2 separate regions of the Zea mays genome follow, and region 2 is linked to region 1. Evidence: chromatin contacts called from public Hi-C data. All regions are on one chromosome and are shown on one strand. Each heading gives the region's core, a stretch centred on a gene start, on an enhancer-like site or on the middle of the called end of the contact. The rest is flanking DNA. Distances are from core to core; before and after follow the strand shown.

Region 1 (6,318 bases), core at 2,997-5,496:
AAACATTACTCAAGGAAAAAATAAACGTTCTAGTAGGCGGCGAATATTTGTAGGTCAACGCCGTTCAGGTGCTGTCGAATTAGTATAAAGCCCATGGCCCAAAAAACAGCCCAGATTGCTAAGAAAACGGCCCACCAAACCAGCGGATTAAAGAAGGTTGCGAAGGCACTAGCCGAAGCCACGCTCCCCGGAACGAACGACGCAGCCCAACCCGTTCCCACCAAACCAGCGGCACCACCCATGGCTTCGGCGGCGGCGAGATCCGGTCTCCGGTCGCTGGCGGTGCGCGCCGGCCCGTTGAGGCGCCGCATGTCCTCCTCCGTCCACGACGACGCCTGTACGTACATCTTGCCGCCTTGGTCGCTTACCCCGTTCCCTTCCTTCTCTTTTTGCGAGACCCGATCGGATCCTGATCTGGGTTCTGGGCCCTTCGCTTTCCGCGTTCGCAGATGAGACGGCCAAGTGGGAGAAGATCACCTACGCCGGGATCGTGACCTGCACCCTCCTGGCGGCGTACAACCTGTCCAAGGGCCACCCCCACTTCGATGAGCCGCCGGTCAGATCTCACTCTTGAGTTCTCGGAATATCTGATTAGATTTGGCCTGAGTCTAAAATGTTTTTTGTTGTTGTTGCAGGCGTACCCCTATCTGCACATCCGCAACAAGGAGTTCCCATGGGGTATGGACTGTATACCTCATCAATTCGATTTGGCTGCTTGTTTGATTTTATGTTATTTGCTCCGTTCCCTTTTGTTGAAAGAAATGCGTCAGGATTAATACTTGCTTTGGTGATATGCCATCGGATTAATCTGTAATACTTTGTGTACTAGAGGCCTCTGTATGACATTATAGCCTAGTATTTAGTTGACAGAGTTCTCTATTTGCGTATAGGATTATCGTCTTGGTTAACTAATTGTATGCATCTGTCTGATAGCTCTACAAATAATATTAAGGGTGCACATTGGTATCTTATATTTTTCCCTTATTCTTGGTTGTTTTGTTTTGCACAAATATTGAAACACCAGGTGAGCATGCTATGGGATTGTTATCTTTATCTGTTAATAATTGTTCTAGCCAGGAACTATCTAGGGAATAGATACTCTGATGGAATGCCTCATTAGTTTATCCTGTGTGACACTGCAAGAGGTTGTCTTGTCATGTATGACCGTATACTAAAATGGGTTTGCATCGTCTCAAGAAAGGGACAACGATGTGTTAGCCTTGAACATCGAGCAAGTTTCTACAGTATTAGTTAGGGCTGTTCGCCAACTTCTCCCTAGTTACACTGGGTAGACTGTTGAATTCGGTGGGTCTGGAAACCCCTGTCACCAGTCCAGGTTTGAAGGCTGGCTCAAACCTAAGGGCAAACTGAGGGGGATGTCTCTCCCCCCTGGCCAAGTCTTTTATTATTATTATTATTATTATTATTATTATTATTATTATTATTATTATTATTATTATTATTATTATTATTATTATTATTATTATTATTATTATTATTATTATTATTATTGTCGGCTGTTCAATAATTTTTAGAATTCATTTAATGTTTCACACGACCCACATTGCTTTGGAATATTAGTTGAACTCGATTGCCCTGCATCATGACCAAACTGATTTGTGATTGAATAGCATAGTAGTGTGGTTATTTTGCGAAGATCAGCATTTGCTTGCTTGTTATCCACTTATCTGTGATCATTTACTCTGTTGAGTTACCACTGCATTCAACACCTTACAAAAGATAACAGTTGATCTAATCCCCAGCCTGGTCAGTGTTCGGAATTGAGACATTCAAACATGATGCCAAGTGTGTCTTTCTGTCTTTCTTTTCACCCTTATTTCACAAACTCCAAAAATACCTTGAAAAGAATGTTTTTGTGTCTTCATTGTAATCTGGTTCAATGTGTCTTACCTCGGTCCCAAAAAACATGCAATTCTAGGTATGGGCATAGCCAACTAACATAAGTTTGACTGAGTTTATGGAAAATAGTATCAACGTTTTGAGACTACAAATAGGTATACGAAAATATAGTTCATGGCAAATCTAGTGAAGCTTATCTAGTATGAATTTAGTCAAACTTAGAATTGCATCTTTTTTTGGAACTGAGTAGTCAGTACTCAGTAGTATGCCAAAGATGGCATTCACTCCAAACTGTTTTTCATCATTGTTCAATAAGTGCTGCAGCTCTTTCCTGTATATATTAATAGGAAAATGCCTTTTAGAATCCAGAGAGTTCTTTTGTATCATCTAAGTTAGGTGCAAACGGTAAACATTATTGAAGCCGTTCGCTCAGAGCTTGCGGCGGCTGCTGCTGTAGCAGATGGACTTTTTTTTCTCTCTCAGTGAAACACTGGAGTATGCAGCAGCAGCAACCTTTTCTTGCTGCCGAACAGCTCCATTTGTGATTTCAGACTTCAGGCTATCGATTATGAATTTTGCTTTTCCATTTCTGATACATCATACAATTGTGTAATGCAGGCCCTGATGGCTTGTTTGAGACGAAGGACCACCACTGAGCCCTGATTAGCACACATTCAGGAGCTGGTGCATGCTTAAAAGAGTTATATGGTTGTTTCAGTGATTTTCCTTTTCCCTTGAGACCTATTTGCTGCAACAAGAAATAAGAATGACCAAACTCTTGTATTGACAGTGAGGTTTTAACTGTGTTAGCTGTTACCGTCTTGTCTTCTTTTCTTTGCCGTCCACGTCAAATATGGTCACCTGTAAGTTGATCTTGCCCGGTGTCAGGAAACGGCATCACAATTATCAAAAGCTGTTATCATATTCTGATGGCTTAAGATTGCACCCTGTGCTCGTGATGATTTCCCGTATCAACTATCATTCTATCAAGGCAGAACGTAATGGTTTGTTTTGTTTATTTTCCAGTAAACATGTAGGTTGGACAAGGTAATATTTTAATGTTCTCTATTGCTAGTGTTTGTGAATCCCAGCTTTCGGTTTCTAGCTGTGTAGCAACGGATCAGAAATTGTGATCAACTGTAGTTTCAGGGAAAGAGAGACCTCATCGTTCATCTGCAAACTCTCTATTGCTGCACTAGGAAAACAATGCTTCGGGCAGTAGCATCCCCCATTTTGGTGATAGGATCATAGGACATCTGACCCCCAAAAATAAAAACACGAGTCAAAATGCCCTGTGTACAAGGTAGTGATAAATCAATATGCATGGAGAACTAGAGTTCTCCCTGCCCCGGGTAACATCGTGCATTCTCAGCTCGAGATGCGTTCTTTTTTATCAGAAGGTTCCTGCCTTCTGGGTCTTGTTAGCAGGCTTCTCTGCTCCAGGTGCCCCTGCAGCGAAACTGTTGGCAAGCAACTCACCAGCTGATCCTGTGCCACGCAACAACGCCGTACCGACGACAGATGAATCGTTTTTGGCAGAAGCAGTCAGAGTCAGGGCAGCGCCATCTGCAGCACCGCCAGTCGCTTCGGACAGTAGAACGGCAGCACCATCCAGCACAGTGCCGGTGCCGTTCACTGTAGCAACACCGCTTATGTTCAGTCCATTCTGATGAGTTCCTCCATGCACGGCCTTCGGATCGTCGTCGCGTCTAGAGATGGCAATGGGTACCCGAAACCCGATGGGTTTTTACCCCATTAGGGTACGGGTTTGAGTCAATTTTCATACCCATGGGTTTGTTAATGGGCATAAATCTATACCCGGCGGGTTTATGGGTACGGGTTTGTTCCTATAGTACCCAAACCCGTGAACCCGTGGGTTTTTTAAACCCGACCAAACCTAGTGCATATTGTCATTTTATTTTATAAACGACCAACAAACTTGTTATTCCTTATTTACTTCATAATTTTTATCAATTGGTGAATGCATCAATAGTCGGTGAGAGTGTTGCTTGCTTGCTATTATAATTTTTACTAGCGTTATATATGTGGTGGATGGATAACTTAGTGCAAGGTCACTTAATTATACAACTTATTATTTGTATTTCATTCTCTCTACTAATAATTTTTATACCAAATCATGAACTCGTTGTTCATTACATAGATTTTGGATCATGATCTCATTAATCATTACGATACTTATTGATTATGAGAAGAACAAGTATATTGGAGATGAAACCCGCGGGTAACCCATGGGTACCCGCTAACCCGACGGGTACGGGTTTGGGCAAAATCTCAAACCCGTTATGGGTACGGGTTTTTTAACGGGCATGGATATTTTTCACGGGTACGGGTTTGGGACGGCAAAACCCAGCGGGTTTGTACCCGTTGCCATCTCTACACGCAACACGTTCTCCTTTCGAGCTCTAGGCTTCCAGCTTTTGGAGATCCGGTGACTTGCTTGTTTCGATCCGCTGCGCTCATGGTCATCGATCCGGTGGCTGACGGTTCAGACATCGGTAGCTCTCTGCCTCTCTCTCTCTCTCTCCCTCCGTCTCATGTGTTTACTCTGACTGCCTGGGCTTCATGCCTTCATCACAGTAGCAGTATTATATAGCCACTCGCTCCGTTCCAAATCATCGAAGACTCAAAGCAAAGCATGCCAAATCTAATTGAATCAAATTTATAACGGAGGAAGTAGCTCCGTACGTGCCTTCTCTGGTCGGCATGCATTCATGGTGTCTTGCTGGTCTTCGTCCTCTCCCAAACCGAGACAGGGCGCACAGAGTCAGTAAAGGCCTGGAGCATCAACTCGTGAAGCAGGCGGTTGGTTCCACTCCAGTTTCTCTCGGTCGCAGTGACTTTGCCAGGAAGCCAAGCTTTCCAGCGCTTCTTCCTTCCTCTTCGGTAACTTTTCTCCAAGAACATAGCCATAAGCGCCGTGTCTTTGTTACTCCTGTATTACGCTGGGCAGCATTGAGCATGCAACAGTTTCTTTGGAGTGAAGTGCATATACAGTTCACCGTCAGGTCACTTGCTGCTCTTATTTTTTTTTCCCCTTCGCATGGTACTTGATGAAGCCAGGGAGGAGTACAGAGCCAGCACCTGAAGTGATCCTCATCCACCGAACGAAAGGAAACGAGCCGAGCCCACCATGCTGAGGCAACTGTCAAGCAGGAGCCATAGAAGCAAGAAGCTCCGGGCAAGCCACGGTTTCCAGGCCTTCCTGCTGGTCGCCGTCGCCGTCTGGATCGTGTACCAGCTCACGCATCCGTTCGGCGAGCGACGGCGGCACGTGGCCGTGGAGGAGACCAGCGGCAGCAGCAACGACGACGACGCCGAGCCGGCGCGGCGCCGGCTGGGCAGGATGCGCTTCGTCCGCTTCCCGGGCCACGCGTCCGTCGATGACAATGACATTGCTGCTGGGGCCAGGAGCTGGAGCGGCGGCTCGTCGGATGATGATTTGAGCGGCAAGGCTGGCGACGCCGAAGGCGGCGATGAGGGACCGGAGGCCGATGGAGATGACGCGGACGATGGACTTGCCGTTGCCGCTGATGAAGAGGATGATGGCATGGATTTCCAGTCACGAGACGGCAGACGCGACTAGAAATGGCAACGGGTACAAACCCGCTGGGTTTTGCCGTCCCAAACCCGTACCCGTGAAAAATATCCATGCCCGTTAAAAAACCCGTACCCATGACGGGTTTGAGATTTTGCCCAAACCCGTACCCGTCGGGTTAGCGGGTACCCATGGGTTACCCGCGGGTTTCATCTCCAATATACTTGTTCTTCTCATAATCAATAAGTATCGTAATGATTAATGAGATCATGATCCAAAATCTATGTAATGAACAACGAGTTCATGATTTGGTATAAAAATTATTAGTAGAGAGAATGAAATACAAATAATAAGTTGTATAATTAAGTGACCTTGCACTAAGTTATCCATCCACCACATATATAACGCTAGTAAAAATTATAATAGCAAGCAAGCAACACTCTCACCGACTATTGATGCATTCACCAATTGATAAAAATTATGAAGTAAATAAGGAATAACAAGTTTGTTGGTCGTTTATAAAATAAAATGACAATATGCACTAGGTTTGGTCGGGTTTAAAAAACCCACGGGTTCACGGGTTTGGGTACTATAGGAACAAACCCGTACCCATAAACCCGCCGGGTATAGATTTATGCCCATTAACAAACCCATGGGTATGAAAATTGACTCAAACCCGTACCCTAATGGGGTAAAAACCCATCGGGTTTCGGGTTTCGGGTACCCATTACCATCTCTAGTTGCGTGCCGGTCAAACCGCCAAGGCTAGCGGGTCAGGCTCTGCACCGGCGTCATGTGCTCGGCCGAGGAGGGATCGAGAAACGAGAGAGGGGCCATTTATTTTGTGCGTCCGATGCGCAGTGCATTCGCGTGTCAGGTGCGGAGGTGCCACCACTTTCAGC
Region 2 (6,699 bases), core at 3,987-6,486, 540 kb after region 1:
TTAAAAAAAGAAGGGAGATTAACAAAGGACCGGAGAAATTTATTAGAGGAAAGAAAATTTAATTGACTATGCAATAGAAGTACTAGGCTAGCTGGAAGAGTTCAGTTCAAAACCGTGCATTGGAAACATGAACGGCGGCACGTGCCCTAAATAAGAATCATGTAGCATAGGTATAAATCAAACGGTCTCATAATCTCATATAGTCACCATAAACAAATGGTAACAGTGGCTCTTATCATCTGCTGAGTAAAACCGTAGTGCTTGGGAATCGGGATGCAATCGACTAAAGGTAGTATTATATTTAAATAATATGAGTTTGCGCTTTTTCACAACAAATGGTCCCATGGTCTAGTGGTTAGGACATTGGACTCTGAATCCAGTAACCCGAGTTCAAATCTCGGTGGGACCTCATTTTTTGTATTTTGTTCCCTCTCATCCACAATTTTTTTTACCATTACGAAGGAATATAAAACGGTGCTGCTCCTGATGTGGGTCTGCAACAAAGTTTTTTTAGACATTTGCAAACAAAATTGTTTTTCAGACATCTTCAAACAAAATTGAGTTTGCGAGGCTTAACTTCCCGTGCTCGGGCTCGAGTCTGACTGTCCCACCAGAGCCTGAAGGCAAAACGAGTCACCGATGTCCTGGACCAGCTGATCCAGCGTCGGGTTAAACCCAACTCCAATTCCGCGCGGATTTACGTCAGAAAAAACCCAACTCCAATTCCGCGCGGATTTACGTCAGAAATAATTGAAGTCAACCTCCCGTAACTGGTGCTGCCTCGCGGAGGGGGCGGGCAGTGCTGTCGCCGATCTCCATAACTGCGTGCCATCCGTCCATGGCACTAGTCTGGTATCACCGATCTCCATAATGTTCAGATTGCTTCTTTTGTCCGTTTTTTCAAACTCAACAGAAGCTACAACAGACCATGGAGGTGCCCTCCATTTCGTCTTCGGTGTTCAAGCTCACCGGATGAAACTGCAGCTGCAGATGAATGCTCTATCACACTCAGTACGCACCAGTGGCCATGCTCAAAAGTTTTCAGCTGCAGAAGTATGATCCCATTCAATCCAACGACCAGAACCACCTCCCGGGTAAGGCTTAAACTGCTCTCCACTACAATTCACTTTGGATCAACCACTAAAATTTCATAACAGTTTTTGAATGGCAAATGGCTCTATCTGAGAACTTTACTGGCTTGCATTTCAAGGATGGCACACCCAGTGCGCCATTTATTCCATTTCAATCGACTGAGATAAACAAGTAAAGAGAAAAGAGGGGAAAAATTTATCTATTCTGTATACACAGCTTTTCACCTAGAGACATCAAAGAGATGCACATCAAGTATCGCTAGCTAGTCTGCGGGTACTCCTTCACAACAACACCTCCTTCAAACTCTATGGGATCCGGAAAATCGTCCCGAGAAGCCCTCTTGAACGAGAACGAGTTCTCTTCGTCCTCGTCACTCCCCTCGGTCCCCTGAGACTTCGCTGTATTTTTCCGAGCAAGTGCTTGCCCCGACGTTGGCATGGCCTCCCAGCTGTGGTACTTGTTTCCATGGAAAGCGAAACGCCAAGAGCCCTGGGATGGGGTACTTCTGAGGTGAGATGGACTGGATTGGAACTCTTCCTGCTCCCGCACCACCCTTAGTGGGTTCTCCAGTGCTTTCAGGATGTATCGAGCGAGTGGACGCCTAGAGGGCTTTGGATTCAGGCATGTCTTCGCGACGATGGACACTGCCCACACTTCCTCTAGATGGTCATCATCCACAACAAGGGTGGGATCCACAATACCTGAGACACCCTCCTTGTCATTTGCGTTGATGTAATCTAATGTTCTTGCTAACCACTCTTCTGAATCTGCGTTGGTTGAGCCACTCGCACCGAAGTTTCCAGTGATTAGCTCTAGTAGAACCTTCCCGAAACAGTAAATGTCGTATGAGCAGCTAGCTGGTGGACCTGTAAAGTGAGAAGCAGATATCATAATGTTACAACACACAGCTTTATTTTGCACACAAGCCCTTTTAGTTGCATGAATGTATATACAGAGATTGCAAATATTGAACTAAATAGAGCTGATGAGTGCTTTACACACCTGGTATGTTCTTGTCAAGGGACCTGCCAGAAAGAAACAAATACTACTGTCAGCAAAGGACCCTTTATGTATTATATAAATAGAACTCAAAGTTGTAGAGTAGGTGTGTTCCTTGGCAGTGCATTTTCTTAGGGGAATAAGATAGGAAAAAGTGCAGGTGTCTAACCAGGGTGAAGTATCAGTACATTATCCTACCATGAACTCTCATAATTTTCACAGATGCCTTAGCAATGTGGTTAAGGGACACAATATTGTAGTTTCCAAGTGTGATATTAAAAAACTGCTTATGAGGTTTCTCCAGATAAGAATTAAGCTAAATTTTTGGTGGGAGGAACTTGTAGCCACACTGGATTCTTGTTAGAAAATGCAGTCGTGGTCTCCATGCTCCAATTCCATGCACCTGATAGCACTATAGCCTTGTAGTTGTGGCCTGTTTTTGCATTGACCCAAAATTACTTGGCCTGCCTTTTTTGTAACGCACTAATGCAGTTGCCAGGTTAATACCATTTAGGTGATCAGCCGTACTAGGGTTTTTTTCCTTTTAAAAGGAGCATGTTCATTAAACCAGTTCTGGGGGCAGGAGTGGTTCTAGACCCATGCAGATCTCAAGCCAAAAAAAAGCATTGAGGATGGTTTAGAAATCTCACTTCGATGATCTTAGAATCCGAGAGAAGAAACTTTGGCTTCCTGCACTTTGTTGAGTGCATATTTCACTCAGACTCCCAAGGCACACTTCAAATTTGTCCTCAAGAAGCACACTGCTGGCTTGGATATCTCTACATTTACAATGAAGACATAAGTAGGAAATAATAATACATGCACTAACAGTTATCAAGATATCAAAAGAACTTCAGTGCCATGACAGAAATGATACTTTCACAAAACAATCAATCTATTTCATTGCCAAAATATGTTAGGATTAATTGTTGACATGGAACCAATGGATCTAAGCTTAAATGCATCAAGGTTTGTTTAATTTCAACTTCGAGATTTGATGTCCTCACATGTAATGATGTAAATGAAGGTTCTATGGAAACCTGCACATGCTATTTTCCTTTAAGCTATGCTTCTTGGATATACATAGTGTGCAAATTGATGCAGGACCACAGGGGACCATGTAGAGGAACCCCCACCAAAATGTGCAACTACTAATTATTTCAAATGTACAAGTACCTTCTGTCACTATCCCACTTGTCACCTCTTGTTGAATTTAATTATTTAATAAATAGCAAGAATCTTTTGAGCTTAGCTACGTGCAATTTCCACTATCTGTTCCATCATGTTAATTTTGAAAGTAGCCATATACTTTATGCAACAATTTATTTTTCGAAACTACCACCATCAACTAACAGCTCATGGAATACATTAGCAAATGATTAAACAAGAGAAGATTTCTTAGCATACCTGTGGACCAACGGAGGATTGCATTCGTCATGAAGGAAGCACAAGGCCTCAGCCACACCTATTGCAATCTTGAGCCTCGTTATCCAATCCAATGAGCGCAACCCCTGTTCAACTTCCACTGACTTCTTGTGCAGTGCGGTTGTGAGGTCACCTTTTGCCATGTACTTATAGACAAGCAATTCCTCTTCATCCTTAGCCAAATGGCCCAGCAATGGAACGATCCTCCCATGGGTATGCTTTGTAAGGAAGCTCAATTCGCCCTGGCACTTCTTCCTGGTCTTCAGATCAATCTTTTTTATGACAACTTGAAAGCCACTCTCCAGGACACCATAGTACATGTCACCGGAGTGCCCATGCTTGACGAGGTTATCATCCCCAAAGCCCCCTGCAGCATGGTGCAACTGCTCATAGGTGAATTCATCTGTGATAATAGGAACGCCCTTTGGTGAACCACTGGCTCTGGGGGATGCCATGGGTGACATTGTGACGGGATTCACACTACTACTTCTCCGCCCAGACCGAATGCCCTCTTCAGTCTGCTCCACTCCTCTCCCTCTCGGTTTCCTTCCTTTTCTTCTCAACAAGCAAAATACCAGAACGCTAAGGCCAAGTGTTACCAGAATTGCAGCACCACCAAGGACCCCGGTCAATACAAACTTCCATTTGCCCCCTCTCTTTTTCGTTGACGGCATCAGCACCTGTGGTGGCTGTGGCTCTGGCAATGGCGATGGTGGCTTGGGGTCCAACGCAAGCCTCACCCCGTTCCTCGTGTAGAAAGCCTCACAATCCCCGCGGGTACGCTGGCTTGCTGCACCAGACAAACAGTTCATCCTGAGATCCACTACACCATCGGTTCCATTCTGAAACCCAGTTCCAAGCACCTGATCGAAGTAATTGTCAGAGACATCAACAACCCAGAACCTCTTCCTGAGGGAGCCAGTGGCATCGCCGACGGCGCCGTACAAGGCATTACCAGAGGCGTTGAACAAGACTCCAGCTCCACCACTGCCAGAGAACGACACGTTCGGCAGCGGGCCGGTGAGATTGTTGGCGGAGAGGTCGAGAACGCGGAGACCAGCGATTGAGAGGAGCGACAGCGGGATAGGGCCGGACAGGTTGTTACCGGAGAGAACAAGGGTGGTGAGGTTCCCGGACATGCCGAGATCGACCGGGAGCTCGCCATTGACGCGTGCGGAGCGGAGGTCAACGACGGCGAGCGACGGCGGCAGGCCGCGGCCGAACCAGGACGGGATCCGGCCGGGGAGCGGGAACCCGGAGGCGTTGAACGCCTGGAGCGCTGCGAGCCGCGGGAGTTGGTCGACGGCGAAGGCCGCGCTCCGGGCGCCCGCGCGGGTGCGGCGGAGCCCGGAGAGGCGGAGCTCCGCGACGCGGCCGGCGCGGCAGACGACGCCCGACCAGAAGGTGCAGGGGTCGGCCCTGTCGGGCCAGTCGCTGGCGCGCACGCCAAGCGACGCGCGCAGGCCGTGGAGCGCCGCGACGTCCTGCCGCGCAAGCGCGCCCTGCGCGGACGCCGCGCCCGCGTGCAGCAGCAGGAGGAGGAGCACGGCGAGGCAGGAGGCACCCGAGCGGCGGCGGCAGCAGCGCGGAAGCATGGGGAGGCGAGCGGTGGCGGGTGAGGGTGAGAGTTAGGCGGAGCGGAGTGGAGCGGTGGGGGTGTGAGCGCGTGCAGCTGGGCGGGGCGTCATGGCGTGGCCATGGCTATGGCAATGGCCAATGGCAATGGCAGCCGAGGTGGTGCGCGCAGGGTGGTCGCTTTTTGGGTGGCCTGCCGCTGCCTGCCTGCCTATTTCGGCCCCCCCTCGCGGTCGTCGCTGGAGGCAGCGAGTTGACCACGGGGAACGCGGGTGCGAGTCTGCGAGACGAGTGGGAGTGGAGGAAGGCCCCGCACTCGCGCAGCGCTAGCGGCGGATGCAGATGCGTGGAGCCGTCGCTCACTTGCGATCCCGTGGCGTGTCGGGCCCCGCGCGGCAGTGGCGACTCCGACTCGAGTGGAGTCTGACTCTGACCCAAACGCGAAGGCTAGTGCTTTGTGTAAAGATGTAGTACTGTGTTATTACTGTACCATGGGTTCGTGCCGCTGACATGTGGGTCGGAGGGCGCGACTGGATAGCCCGTGCCGTGCGTGTATGGAATGTTCTCACATCACCCCCACTTAGAGATGGCAATGGGTACCCGCTACCCGAAACCCGGTGGGTTTTTGCTCTATTAGGGTATAGGTTTGGGTCAATTTCTTTACCCATGGGTTTGTTAATGGGTTCAAATGGAAACCCAACGGGTACGTGGGCATGGGTTTGTTCTTCCACTACCCATACCCGCAAACCCATGGGTTTTTAAAACCCGCCTTAAAATCAACCTTCCTTATAAATATGTCTCATAATATTATTAATTGAATATGTTCTAATTAAAATAAACTTCATGTAACAAATTTTAGGCTAAAATTAGTTATCACTTGTTTCTTTTATGCTAGCTTATTAATGTATTGATTGTCATTTACATGATGAATTATTTTTTATGTTGATGTTATTGGGTATGGGAAACCCGTTGGGTACCCGAAACCCGCATGGGTATGGATTTGGGCAAAATTTTATACCCGTCATGGGTATGGGTTTTTTAGCGGGCGTATTTTTTCTTCGCGGGTATGTGTTTGGGCAAGTAATACCCAGCGGGTTTTTACCCATTGCCATCTCTACCCCCACTATATGTTCGGTGGCTGTCGTTTTCGCATCTCGGAAAGCAAAGGAAACGGAAAGTTACGTGGCCGTCGGTTTCCTGTGCAACAGGGCACAAATGAACAGCGCCGTGCGGGTACAGTACAACGTGCATCATGTGTGGACGTGTGGTGTTAGGATCACTACCTTTTCTTTTCCTTCTTTCCTTTCTTTAGAATAGAGACGGCAAATATATTGATGAAGTGGAAGGGCACCAAATCAACATTTAGTTTTGCACCAAATGTTAAGCCCCTTTTCGGTTGTAGGTGGATTGAAGAAGATTAAGGGTGATTCAAAATTGAATAGGGAGGTATTTAATCTTATCTAGTCCTTCTCAATTCCACCATGCATACAGAGATAGAGAAAGGACACCAATGGAGGGTGCCAGGTAGGGATGAAAACGGTCAGGAACGGTCGGAAAAATACCTCTACTGTTTTCATTTTTCATATTTAACTTGCGGGACGAAAGCGA

The links. Hi-C and Micro-C count contacts between places; a contact is called where the count stands out from the background.
Region 2: a Hi-C map of leaf shows a contact between it and region 1, with 7 times the contacts expected there. The contact joins the promoter of LOC606465 here to the promoter of LOC100276571 in region 1. A contact is called at or near these places in 2 of 25 Hi-C or Micro-C datasets (ear and leaf).

The regions. Positions count from the first base shown.
Region 1 is chr1:288,685,250-288,691,567 of Zm-B73-REFERENCE-NAM-5.0, forward strand. LOC100276571 reads left to right here and starts at 4,247. Exons shown (of 2, transcript XM_008667278.4): 1 at 4,247-4,764; 2 at 4,938-5,743. The coding sequence starts at 5,012. The coding sequence ends at 5,464. It overlaps LOC100274770 (Cytochrome c oxidase subunit 6a mitochondrial), which reads left to right and starts at 197. Exons shown (of 4, transcript NM_001149056.2): 1 at 197-337; 2 at 450-556; 3 at 636-678; 4 at 2,479-2,863. The coding sequence starts at 241. The coding sequence ends at 2,516.
Region 2 is chr1:289,219,676-289,226,374 of Zm-B73-REFERENCE-NAM-5.0, forward strand. LOC606465 (wound and phytochrome signaling involved receptor like kinase) reads right to left here and starts at 5,237. Exons shown (of 4, transcript NM_001112325.1): 1 at 3,499-5,237; 2 at 2,742-2,870; 3 at 2,095-2,117; 4 at 1,181-1,958. The coding sequence starts at 5,111. The coding sequence ends at 1,351. It overlaps TRNAQ-CUG (transfer RNA glutamine (anticodon CUG)), which reads left to right and starts at 338; the gene lies at 338-409.